Regions from separate parts of the Macaca mulatta genome. Here region 2 is linked to region 1. The links are chromatin contacts, called in public Hi-C maps. All regions are on one chromosome and are shown on one strand. Each heading gives the region's core, a stretch centred on a gene start, on an enhancer-like site or on the middle of the called end of the contact. The rest is flanking DNA. Distances are from core to core; before and after follow the strand shown.

Evidence for each region. Hi-C and Micro-C count contacts between places; a contact is called where the count stands out from the background.
Region 2: a contact with region 1 is called in a Hi-C map of liver, with 3 times the contacts expected there. The contact joins the promoter of LOC114677702 here to the promoter of NOL7 in region 1. A contact is called at or near these places in 3 of 14 Hi-C or Micro-C datasets (CD4 T cells, fetal cortex germinal zone and liver).

Annotation. Positions count from the first base shown.
Region 1 is chr4:169,500,202-169,505,323 of T2T-MMU8v2.0, reverse strand. NOL7 (nucleolar protein 7) reads left to right here and starts at 2,085. Exons shown (of 8, transcript NM_001261675.1): 1 at 2,085-2,367; 2 at 2,455-2,515; 3 at 3,206-3,267; 4 at 4,472-4,503; 5 at 4,757-4,838. The coding sequence starts at 2,102.
Region 2 is chr4:169,541,163-169,546,284 of T2T-MMU8v2.0, reverse strand. LOC114677702 reads right to left here and starts at 2,541. Exons shown (of 5, transcript XM_028847834.2): 1 at 2,491-2,541; 2 at 2,157-2,365; 3 at 1,536-1,889; 4 at 1,267-1,346. The coding sequence starts at 2,541. SIRT5 (sirtuin 5) reads left to right here. Exons shown (of 10, transcript XM_015135582.3): 2 at 1,288-1,637.

The DNA.
Region 1 (5,122 bases), core at 836-3,335:
TCCGTCAGGTACATTTTCCATACACTTTACTACCTTGGAGTAAAGTAGCAAGAATACAGCTTTTTCCCTAACCTTTACCAGCTAACTCAGTGCTTAGGGGCCTTGGAATGCCTGCTGCCCAACAAGTGTCAGAGGCCTGACTGGGAGGCATGGCCATTATCAACAGTGTATGAAGGTCATACATGACAGGGTCCCTTGGATCCAGTGGGCTCCCTGAAGTGATTACATACTTGGACCACATCACCTCAGCCCCTTGCAAAATTGCATTTAATGTTACACCCTTGGCTTTTGTAGAAACAGGCAACAAGACACTGTCATATAAAACTTTGTACTGCATTACAAGGCATAACCTTTAATAAATCCCAATGGTACTTTTTGTGGGGAAGAGGGATGCTCATAGCCTATGGGGTGGCTGGAGAACTAGTCAGGGACCCTGAGGGCTCGATTTACACTTTACATGGGTGGGCCAAGGAGTTTACACTGAGGGCACTGGTAATACCTGTAATAGTCTTATAGTACTTATAAAGCAGTTTTGCACATAAAATACCGTCATGCGCTTATAAGAAGTTTGTTCCTGGGCTGCTCCAAGTTAACTGTATTCATTTTCCTAGTGTTAGCACAGTATCTCAGGGAGTCTGATTATATTTTTGATTTGTAATCTATCTTAGACTAAGGCCTACAGATTTCAAACTGTTCTTTGCAATTCCTCTCATAATGAACCTCTGGTTCGGCAGCTTTTTTTGTTGTTGTTCTTAAGTTTTACCATTTTTGTTCCTATTTGGTTTTGTTGTTTTTAAATTGGGAACTGCTTCTAAAACAGAAGACATGAAAGGAGAATTAAAAACACAATATATGTGTGAGATAGAATTATTCAACTTAGCATTTATTAAACATCTGCCATATGATAGACATTAGAAATAAAATGACTAGCAAGACCTGGTCCTTCCCCTCGGGAGTTCACAGAACGGCTGGAGCAACTGTCATACAAACTGTTACGCAGCGCAGAAACTACATAGACATTTGTGCGGGTTCAGACCACAGCAGATAGAGGTGGGCAGAGTGGGATGGGGTAGGGGGTAAGGTGCTTGAAGTTTGCCTGGGTGGGAATTTTTGAAGTATGAAAAGGACTTCTGCCTGGGGGATTGCAGCAGTAGAGGGAAGAGCACGGTCGGTACAATTGCATTGCAGGTGTGAAACGGCTTGATTTGTTCAAAGAATGATGGATCATTTAGTATTGTATAATGGATGGGAGGAGAGAAACACGGCGATCACAAAGGGCCATGTTTGCCAAGAAATAAAATATACTTGGAAAAAAAGAGTACGTATGTGTATATACGACAAAACTCGGGTGCATTCTGTAGGGACCGGCGAAGCCATTCCTTCAGGAGATTTGCTCAGCATTGCCACGGGCCAGCTGCTGCTCCAGGCCGTGGGTTAGGAACCAGGAAGGGCATCGCTCCCACAGGGCCCACATCCTAACGGGCCTCGCCGCGGCTAAGGGGCTGGGCAGGCCGAGGGCGCCGGGCTGTGCAAATTTCTTTAGAGCCGAGGTCTGTGGCCAGCGTCTTCGTCCGTCACAGGAGGGCTGACTGGCCACGGCGGCCATCTGCTAGAGCGCATTTCTTCCCATGAAACGCCATCTCCTCCGAAGTGCGGAGCGAACGCAGCCAAATCTACAAACACTGATAAGCTGGATCCACCTGACGGAACCCAGGGCCAAAAAACTGCGGCGAGCAGCGCCTCGGACCCGCTATTACCGGTTTTCTAAGCACTGGACAGTGAGCCGTGCCAGCCCTGTCTCGCCATCCCAGCCGAGGAGGGCAGCGCAATGGCTCTTCCCTGCCTTGAAACCAGCCCCACTGCCAGCCGCTCTCGCCCGCAGAGCATTTTCCGTGGCGTCCAACCGACCCTACGGCGGCCTTGGCGAGCCATGTGGAAGAAACACACCCACTGCCCATAGGCCACGCCCTTCCTGGCTTCGCGCATGCGCCCCGCCCGTCCTGAGGACCTCCCAACCTGCAGGGGGCGATGAAAGTCCGCTTGCGCTTCGCTTGCAGTTACTTCCGAGTCAGAGGTCAGACGGTCTAGCGCTGCGTGGGACATGGTGCAGCTGCGACCGCGCGCGTCTCGCGCCCCGGCGTCGGCGGAGGCGATGGTGGACGAGGGCCAGCCGGCCTCGGAGGAGGAGGAGGCGGAGCACGGGCTGTTGCTCGGTCAGCCCAGCAGCGGCGCGGCCGCCGAGCCGCTGGAGGAAGACGAGGAAGGGGACGATGAGTTTGACGACGAAGCCCCGGAGGAGCTGACTTTCGCCAGCGCCCAGGCGGAAGCGAGAGAAGAGGAGCGGCGAGTGCGGGAGACCGTGCGCAGGTTTGGAGCCCGCGGCCGGGCGGGGAGAACCGCCCCTTCTCGTCCCGCTTGTCCTTCCCTTTGCTGACTTGTCACCCTTCCTCCCAGGGATAAAACGCTCCTGAAGGAGAAGAGGAAGCGACGCGAGGAGCTGTTCATCGAACAGAAGGTTAGAGGATAGGGGGGAGGTGTCTTATTAAAACAACCTGGCCTGCGGATAATTCTCGTGGTGGATGTAATTTGGGTTGGTAGGATATTGAGTGGGGAAAAAGTCACCAAGATTTTCTCTGACAGTGGTAGAAAGATGCTTGGGCCGGGCGCGGCAGTACTTTAGGGGGACTGGGTGGGCGGAGCCCGGGATGTCGAGGCTGCCTTGAGCCTAGATCACACCACTGCGCTCCAGGCTGGGCGACAGAGCGAGAGACCCTGTCTCAAAAAAAAAAAAAAAACTCGTCTCCTTTAGTGTCCACCAACTGAAAATAAGAGGTTGCTGTGAGAATTAGGTGGTTTGTAAACTGTAAGGGCTGTACAAGACTTGGTGTATGGTTGCTTTGCTGTCTGGTACACACTCGACACAGAGAACTGGCTCCAGGTGGACATTACTTAACGGCTTTCAGTTTGTAACAGTGACCTGAGGGTTGGAATACCGTGGGCACCTTTTCCAGTTTTCATCAAGTCTTTCAGAGAATATGGAGTTTTGTGGACCCAATCTTCCCATAACTTGGAGTGGAGGCAGTTTCCAACCTAATTCATTTCTTTGCCTAGATGTAGGGCATTCTTAGAAGTAGTAACTTCAGAAGCAACTCCGGACATACTGTGTACATGACTTTATTAATTTTAAACGTTTTCATTCCAAAAGAAAAGAAAACTCCTTCCAGACACTATTTTAGAGAAGTTAACCACAGCTTCACAGACTCTTAAGTAAGTAATGGATCTTCTTATATTACTTGCTTATATACACTCATCTTTGAATTATATACTGGTACATTTATTTGACTCCATATAGCTGAAGGAATTGTAGAACCCAAATTTAAAAGCTACCTTGGTATATGAATTTGGTGCGAAAGGAGGAGGTAACTTTATGTTTCACTTATTTTGCCATTTTTTGAATTCCTGATCCCATTGTGTTCATTCAGTACATTTTGTTGATTGCCTGTTATTGTACTAGGGCAGAGTAGGTGGTGGTGAATACAGAGTGTTTTGAATCATTTAGTGGGGTAGCAGGCACTTATCCACAGGCTCTGAAAACTCAATTTGTCCCATACTTGCCTTACCTACCACCAACCTGACCTTCCTCCCTGTTCCCCACTTCATTTAGCATCTTTGGTGTTTTATGGTTTAAAGCGAAAAGGTATAGTCGTCCTTGAGAATCGGTCAAACCCTACTAAATTTAGCCTTCTAAATATTTGTATTTTTTGTTTCTATCCTCTTTCTCCTTAAGGCTTTAAATTCAGAAATTTAGCCCCTTTTTGCTTAGGCCAGTGGCTCTCAAATTTTCAGTAAAAAAAACTACCAAGAGTTACTCAGATCCTGAATACATTAAACATAAGAGCAAATCTATTTGGTGGCAAATTCCCTTTCATCTTTTAAAACCAAGCTCAAGTGTCATCTTTACCTTTTCAATTGGCCCGCCCGCCTCCCATCACTTCCGCTTTTGTGTGGCCTTTCTCCTGTGCAAATGCTTGTGTATTGTATTCTGTCCATTTACATTTCTCTCTCCATTGTTCACTGTCTCCTGTGCCTACACTATTAAATTAATCCTTTGTGATTTCTCCAAATGAAATGAGGCAGGCCTACTACCATTCACTTCATATTTCAAATACTATATAACTTGTTATTAAGTGTTTCACTTGAACTCCATTGCCCATAGCATTTTGCTGCTTTGGAAGCCTGCTAATAGGCTTTCAGATTTACATTGTGAAGATCTTCCAATGATTGAGAGTTGGTGGCAGTGTACTGGGGAGTGACTGTTGCTTTCCAAACTGAGAGCTCCTGAGTAGAAATTGAGGGTGTTGGTAATGAAAGGGAGTGTCTTGCTTGTAAAGTCAGATGAAATAATATAACATATTTTGAGTAACCTTTGCTATCTGCCATTCCAGTCAGTGGTTTTGTTTTTTTCCCTTAGTGTCAAGAAATCGCCAGGAAAGGTCAAAGAAGGTATGACTATTCTAATTTAAATAACTTTTCACGTAAGTGTCAAGTGCACTTGCAGATGTTTCCAGTCAAATATGAATGGCCCTTAGAAAGCCACGGGCCTGGCCAAGGTTAGCTGGGGCCTATTCCCTGTATTTCATACAAATAAAAACTGCATCCACATGGGTGTGTAGTGGATGCTTAAAGTGAACTCCAGTAAATTTCCTGATTTATTTTTACATGAATGCTAATTAGCAAATGTAACTCCATTTTTTAGTTAATTTGCAAAAGAAAAATGAAGACTGTGAAAAAGGAAATGACTCCAAAAAAGTTAAAGTACAAAAAGTACAGTCTGTCAGGTAATGAATCTTTTGTTTTATTTGGGATATAAAGGAGACCTCTAAGAGAGTTAAAGTATTGGCTAACATGGGAAATATTTTAATTAGTAGTAATTTCAGATTGGATTCTCTGTGGAAAAATCAGTTTTGGGCTGGGCACGGTGGCTCACACTTGTAATCCCAGCACTTTGGGAGGCTGAAGCAGGTGGATTGCTTGAGTCCAGGATTTCAAGACCAGCCTGGGCAACATGGTAAAGCCCAGTCTCTACACAAAATAAAAAAAGTAACTGGGCGTGCTGGTGTGC
Region 2 (5,122 bases), core at 1,292-3,791, 41 kb before region 1:
GGCGATTCCTCAAGGATCTAGAACGAGAAATACCATTTGACCCAGCCATCCCATTACTGGGTATGCACCCAAAGGATTATAAATCATGCTGCTATAAAGACACATGAACACGTATGTTTACTGCAGCACTATTCACAATAGCAAAGACTTGGAACCAACCCAAATGTCCATCAATGACAGACTGGATTAAGAAAATGTGGCACATATACACCATGGAATACTATGCAGCCATAAAAAAGGATGAGTTCATGTCCTTTGTAGTGACATGGGTGCAGCTGGAAACCATCATTCTCAGCAAACTATCACAAGAACAGAAAACGAAACACTGCATGTTCTCAGTCATAGGTAGGAATTGAACAATGAGAACACTTGGACACAGGAAGGGGAACATCACACACTGGGGCCTGTTTTGGGGTAGAGGGGGAGGGATAGCATTAGGAGATATACCTAATGTAAATGACGAGTTAATGGGTGCAGCACACCAACATAGCACATGTATACATATGTAACAAACCTGCATGTTGTGCACGTGTACCCTAGAACTTAAAGTATAATAAAAAATAAATAAAAAGAAAAAAAGAAACGAGCATTCTCAGCTGTCTACTGTTTAAGAAAACAATGAACTCTGTTTTGCCCTCTGAGCGATTTCTCCAGGACTGCCCTAGTTAACACTACTATTCAACAGTTTTGTGCTTTGAGCAGTTATTTGACCTCCCTGGCTCTCAGTTTCCCCACCCATAAAGTGGGGACAACAGTACCTATTTCATCAGGTGGTGGGTATGATTTAAATTGGTTAATAATGTGAAGTTCTTAAAAGTGTCTGGCTCAGAGTAAGCACCATACACGTTAGGGGAAAAAAAAGCAGCGGGATGTGAGGCCCTCCCCAATTTCGTTACTCCATAAACCCCTAAGTTGCTGGTAACACCTGCAGGAGTGAGAGGGGCTTCAATATGGGCTGAATTTCCAGCCAAACTGTGGAAAGTGGCTGAGATTTTAGGTAGGCAAAAAATGTTAATGTAACATTTTTGGCCCCCAAGTTCTCAGACCACTTACTTCCCTTTCTAGTCCATTGACATGCCCGCAAGCAATTCCATTCTGCCAAGAGGTGCTGGTGGTAAGCCCAAATCCAAGAAAAGGAAAGACTCCGATTTTAAGGGAACGGGGACCTGCGGAGCCACTTGAGTCACCGGGGCTCTCAGCTCAGCAGTCAGAGCGCACTCATCACTGCGTTCGAGGTTAGGTGGGCTGGCCTGGGAACCAACTCACCATCATTTGAAATCGTTTCAGGGAAAATGACCCCAACACTTAAAATCCTCTGTCCTGAAGTTGTGTGATCCAGCTGTTTGCTGAAGGAGGAAGCAAAGCCGATAGTAACTCACTACATATTTGGGCAGTGGAATGAACCCTGGAAGGTGACAAAGACGAAGAAAGTCACCGCGCCTCTTCCGACCCGCCGCCCCCTACCCCTACTCCCACTCCCACCCCCACCCCCACCCCAAATAAAGCACAGACAATCCTTCAATTATAAAGACAACCCCGGCGCCCGGGTCTCCGGCAGGGGCCGCTGCAGCCGAGCAGAACGCTGAGCCGCTCCGCCCCGCGGCCTCCTCTCCAGCCGCCGCGCCCGCCTCCTGCAGGTGCGTCCTTGCCCGCGCCGGGCCCGGGTCTCCGAGGCCTCTCCGGCTCTGGCTCCAGCTACTGGGTCCCGACCGCGCATTGCTCTCCCGGGGTTGCGCGCACAGCCCAGGGCCGGCCGCGGGCTGGCGGGCGGAGGTAGCGCTGGTCCGCGGTGCGCATGCGCAGCCCGGCCTCTGCCCTGCGGTCCTGGGCTGGTGATTGGGTAGCGGTTGGAGGAGGGGATGTGGGGGATGGTGGGTGGGTACGGAGAGCTGGGAGGGAGGCACCCCGGGGGGCGGGGCGTGGGAGACTGTCTTCGGGGGCGCGAGCTGCCCCAGGTGAGCCGTGCCTCAGGTCGGGTGCGCGGTCAGGACAAAGCGCCTCTAGGAGAAAGCCTGGAAGGCGCGCTCCAGGGGGACCCCGAGCTCTTAGCGGGCCGGCAGCACGTGCGGGGCCCAAGGTCATCCGGGCTCTGCGTGGGGTCGTTGCGGCTGGAGATCAGGGAGGGGGCAGGAAACGGAGTTGGAAAGTAATCCCACCCGAGCGGGTGGGCCTGCGAGGCCGCTGTGCTGGGGAGCTCCACGAGGGCTCCGAACAGAGCCTCCCTTTTCAGAAAGGTCACCCTGGTCACTGCGGCAGCCAGGATGACCGAGGAAGGTGGCCGGGGTGGAGGCAGTGGGCGTGGAGAGGGGTGGGATTCCGGACGTAGTTTGAAGGTCGAGCCGTCGGGATCTGCTGAGCAGCTTGGCTATGGGGCGTACGAGAAGGGAAGGCTCAGGGCCTAGTCCCTGGGCCCGAGTAGCAGCCGGGAGGATGGTGCCCCAGTGCTTCGGGAGGAGGAGGCTTGAGGACGGCTCTGGAGCTCAGGCTTGCCCGCGTGGAGTGGAAGCTGCCTCTTGGACCCAGGGGGCGGGGAGGCCGCATGCAGTCTGGAGCGCTGGGAAGATGGGAGATCCAGAGAGGCAGGGCTGGAGGAGTAGGAGGAAAACCTGAAGGGGGTGGCGCCCGGAAACCCGGGAAAGTGATGAACTGGGTCAGAGGCCGGCTGTCAGCAGATAGGAGGGTGGAGACGACCTTGAGGAAAGCAGATGATGGAACGGGCGGGAGTGGGGCCCCCTAGTAGAGACACCTGGGACTGATGTATTGCATTTATTTAGCTCATAGGCGTTCAAAAAGTATTTATTCGGAGGCTGTACAACTTTTTGCAGTTCATTGCATTATACTTAGCATGTATTATGTTTTATATAAATATGTAAATATATATTTATATATTTAATATTGACAAATTTATATATAGGGTACAATGTAGTGTTTTGATATACGTATACATTTGTAGAAAGATTAAATCAAGCTAATTGACATATCCATCACCTCACCTACTTATTTTTTGTGGTGAAAATCTACTCTCCTGGAAATATACAATACGTCATCAACCGTGGTCACGATGCTGTGCAGTAGATCGCTAAAACTTAGTCCTCTTATCTAACTAAAACTTTGTATCCTTTGACCAACATCCCTCCCTTCCCCATCTGCCCTCCCCCAGGCCCCTGGTAACCATCATTCTACTCTGCTTCTATGAGTTCAACTTTATTAGACCCCAAGTATATAAGTGAGATCATATGCTATTTGTCCTTCTCTGCCTGGCTAATTTTACTTGGCCTAATGCCCTCCAGGTTCATCCACGTTGTTGCAAATGACAGAATTGCCTTCTGTTTTAAGACTGTATAGTATTCCATTGTATATATGTGCCACATTTTCTTTATCCCGTCCTCAGTTGATAGATACTTAGTTGCTTCTGTATCTTGGTTATTGTGAATAATGCTGAAAAGAACACAGGAATGCAGATATCTCTTCAACATACTGATTTCAATTCCTTTGTATATATACCCAGAAGTAGGATTTCTGGGTCATATGGTAATTCTATTTTTAGATTTTTGAGGAGCCTCCATACTGTTTTCCAAAATGGCTGTACTAATTTACATTCCACCAACAGTGTACCAGGGTTCCCTTTTCTCCACGTTCTGGACAACACTTGTTGTCTTTCATCCTTTTTATAATAGCCATTCTAACACGCGTGAGGTGGTAGCTCAGTGTGATTTAACTTGCATTTCCCTGGTGATTAGCGATGTTGAGCATTTTTTCATGTATTTGTTGACCATTCATATGTCTTCTTTTGAGGAATACCTGTTCAGGTCCTTTGTCCATTTTTTAACTGGGTTATTCGTTTTGTTTTGCTATTGAGTTTCTTATATATTTTAGATATGAGCCCCTTATCAGATGCATGGTTTGCAAATATTTTCTCCCAGTCTGCGGATTGTCTCTTTACTCTGTTAATTATTTTCTTTGCTGTGCAGAGGCTTTTTAGTTTAATGCAATCCCACGTGTCTATTTTTGCTTTTGTTGCTTTTGGGGTCCTATCCAAGAAATGATTGCCCAAACTAATACGAAGTTTTCACCTATGTTGTCTTCTATTAGTTTTACAGTTTCAGGTCTTACGTTTGAGACTTTAATCTATTTTGAGTTGATTTTTGTATATGGTGTGAAATAAGGATTCAATTTTGTTATCCAGCATGTGGATATTCAGTTTTCCTGATACTATTTATTAAAGAGACTTTCCTTTCCCCATTGTGTGTTCTTAGCACCTTTGTCAAAAATCAATTGACTGTAAATACTTGGGCTTATTTCTGGGCTTTCTATCCTATTCCATTGGTTGATGTGCCCATTTTTATGCCAGTGCCATGCAGTTTTGATTACTATAGTCCTATAATATATTTTGAGATTAGGGAGTGTGATGTCTTTGGCTTTGTTCCTTTTGCTCAAGACTGCTTTGGCTATTTAGGGTCTTTTGCAATTCCATATGAACTTTAGGATTGTTTTTTCTATTTCTGTGAAAAATATTGGAATTTTGCTAGAGATTACATTGAATCTGTAGATTGCTTTGGGTAGTATGGACATTTTAACAACCATTAATTTTTCTAATCCATGAACATGGGATACCTTTACGTTTATTTGTGTCTCTTTTCTCACATCAATGTTTTATGGTTTTCAGTGTACAGGTCTTATACCTCTTTGGTTAAATTTACCTAAAGTTTTTTTTTTAATGCTATTATAAATGAAATTGTTTTATTATTTTCTTTTTCATAGAGTTTGTTGTTAGTGTATAGAAACACCACTGATTTTTATATGTTGATTTTGTATCCTGCAACTTCCCTGAATTTGTTTATTAGTTCTAACAGTTTTTTTTGGTTGGATCTTTAGGGTATTCTGTATATAAAATCATATTATCATCAAACAGGGATCATGCTGATAACATGGTCTTATATATAGAAATCTCATATATCTTATACATCTATGTTTCTGTATATTATATATTTTATATATCTCTATATATCTCTCTGTATATCTTATATACATCTTATATATCTATATTTTATACAGATAACTATCTTATATGTAGAAAACTTATATATAGAAAAATTCTTCCCTTCCTATTTGGGTGACTCTT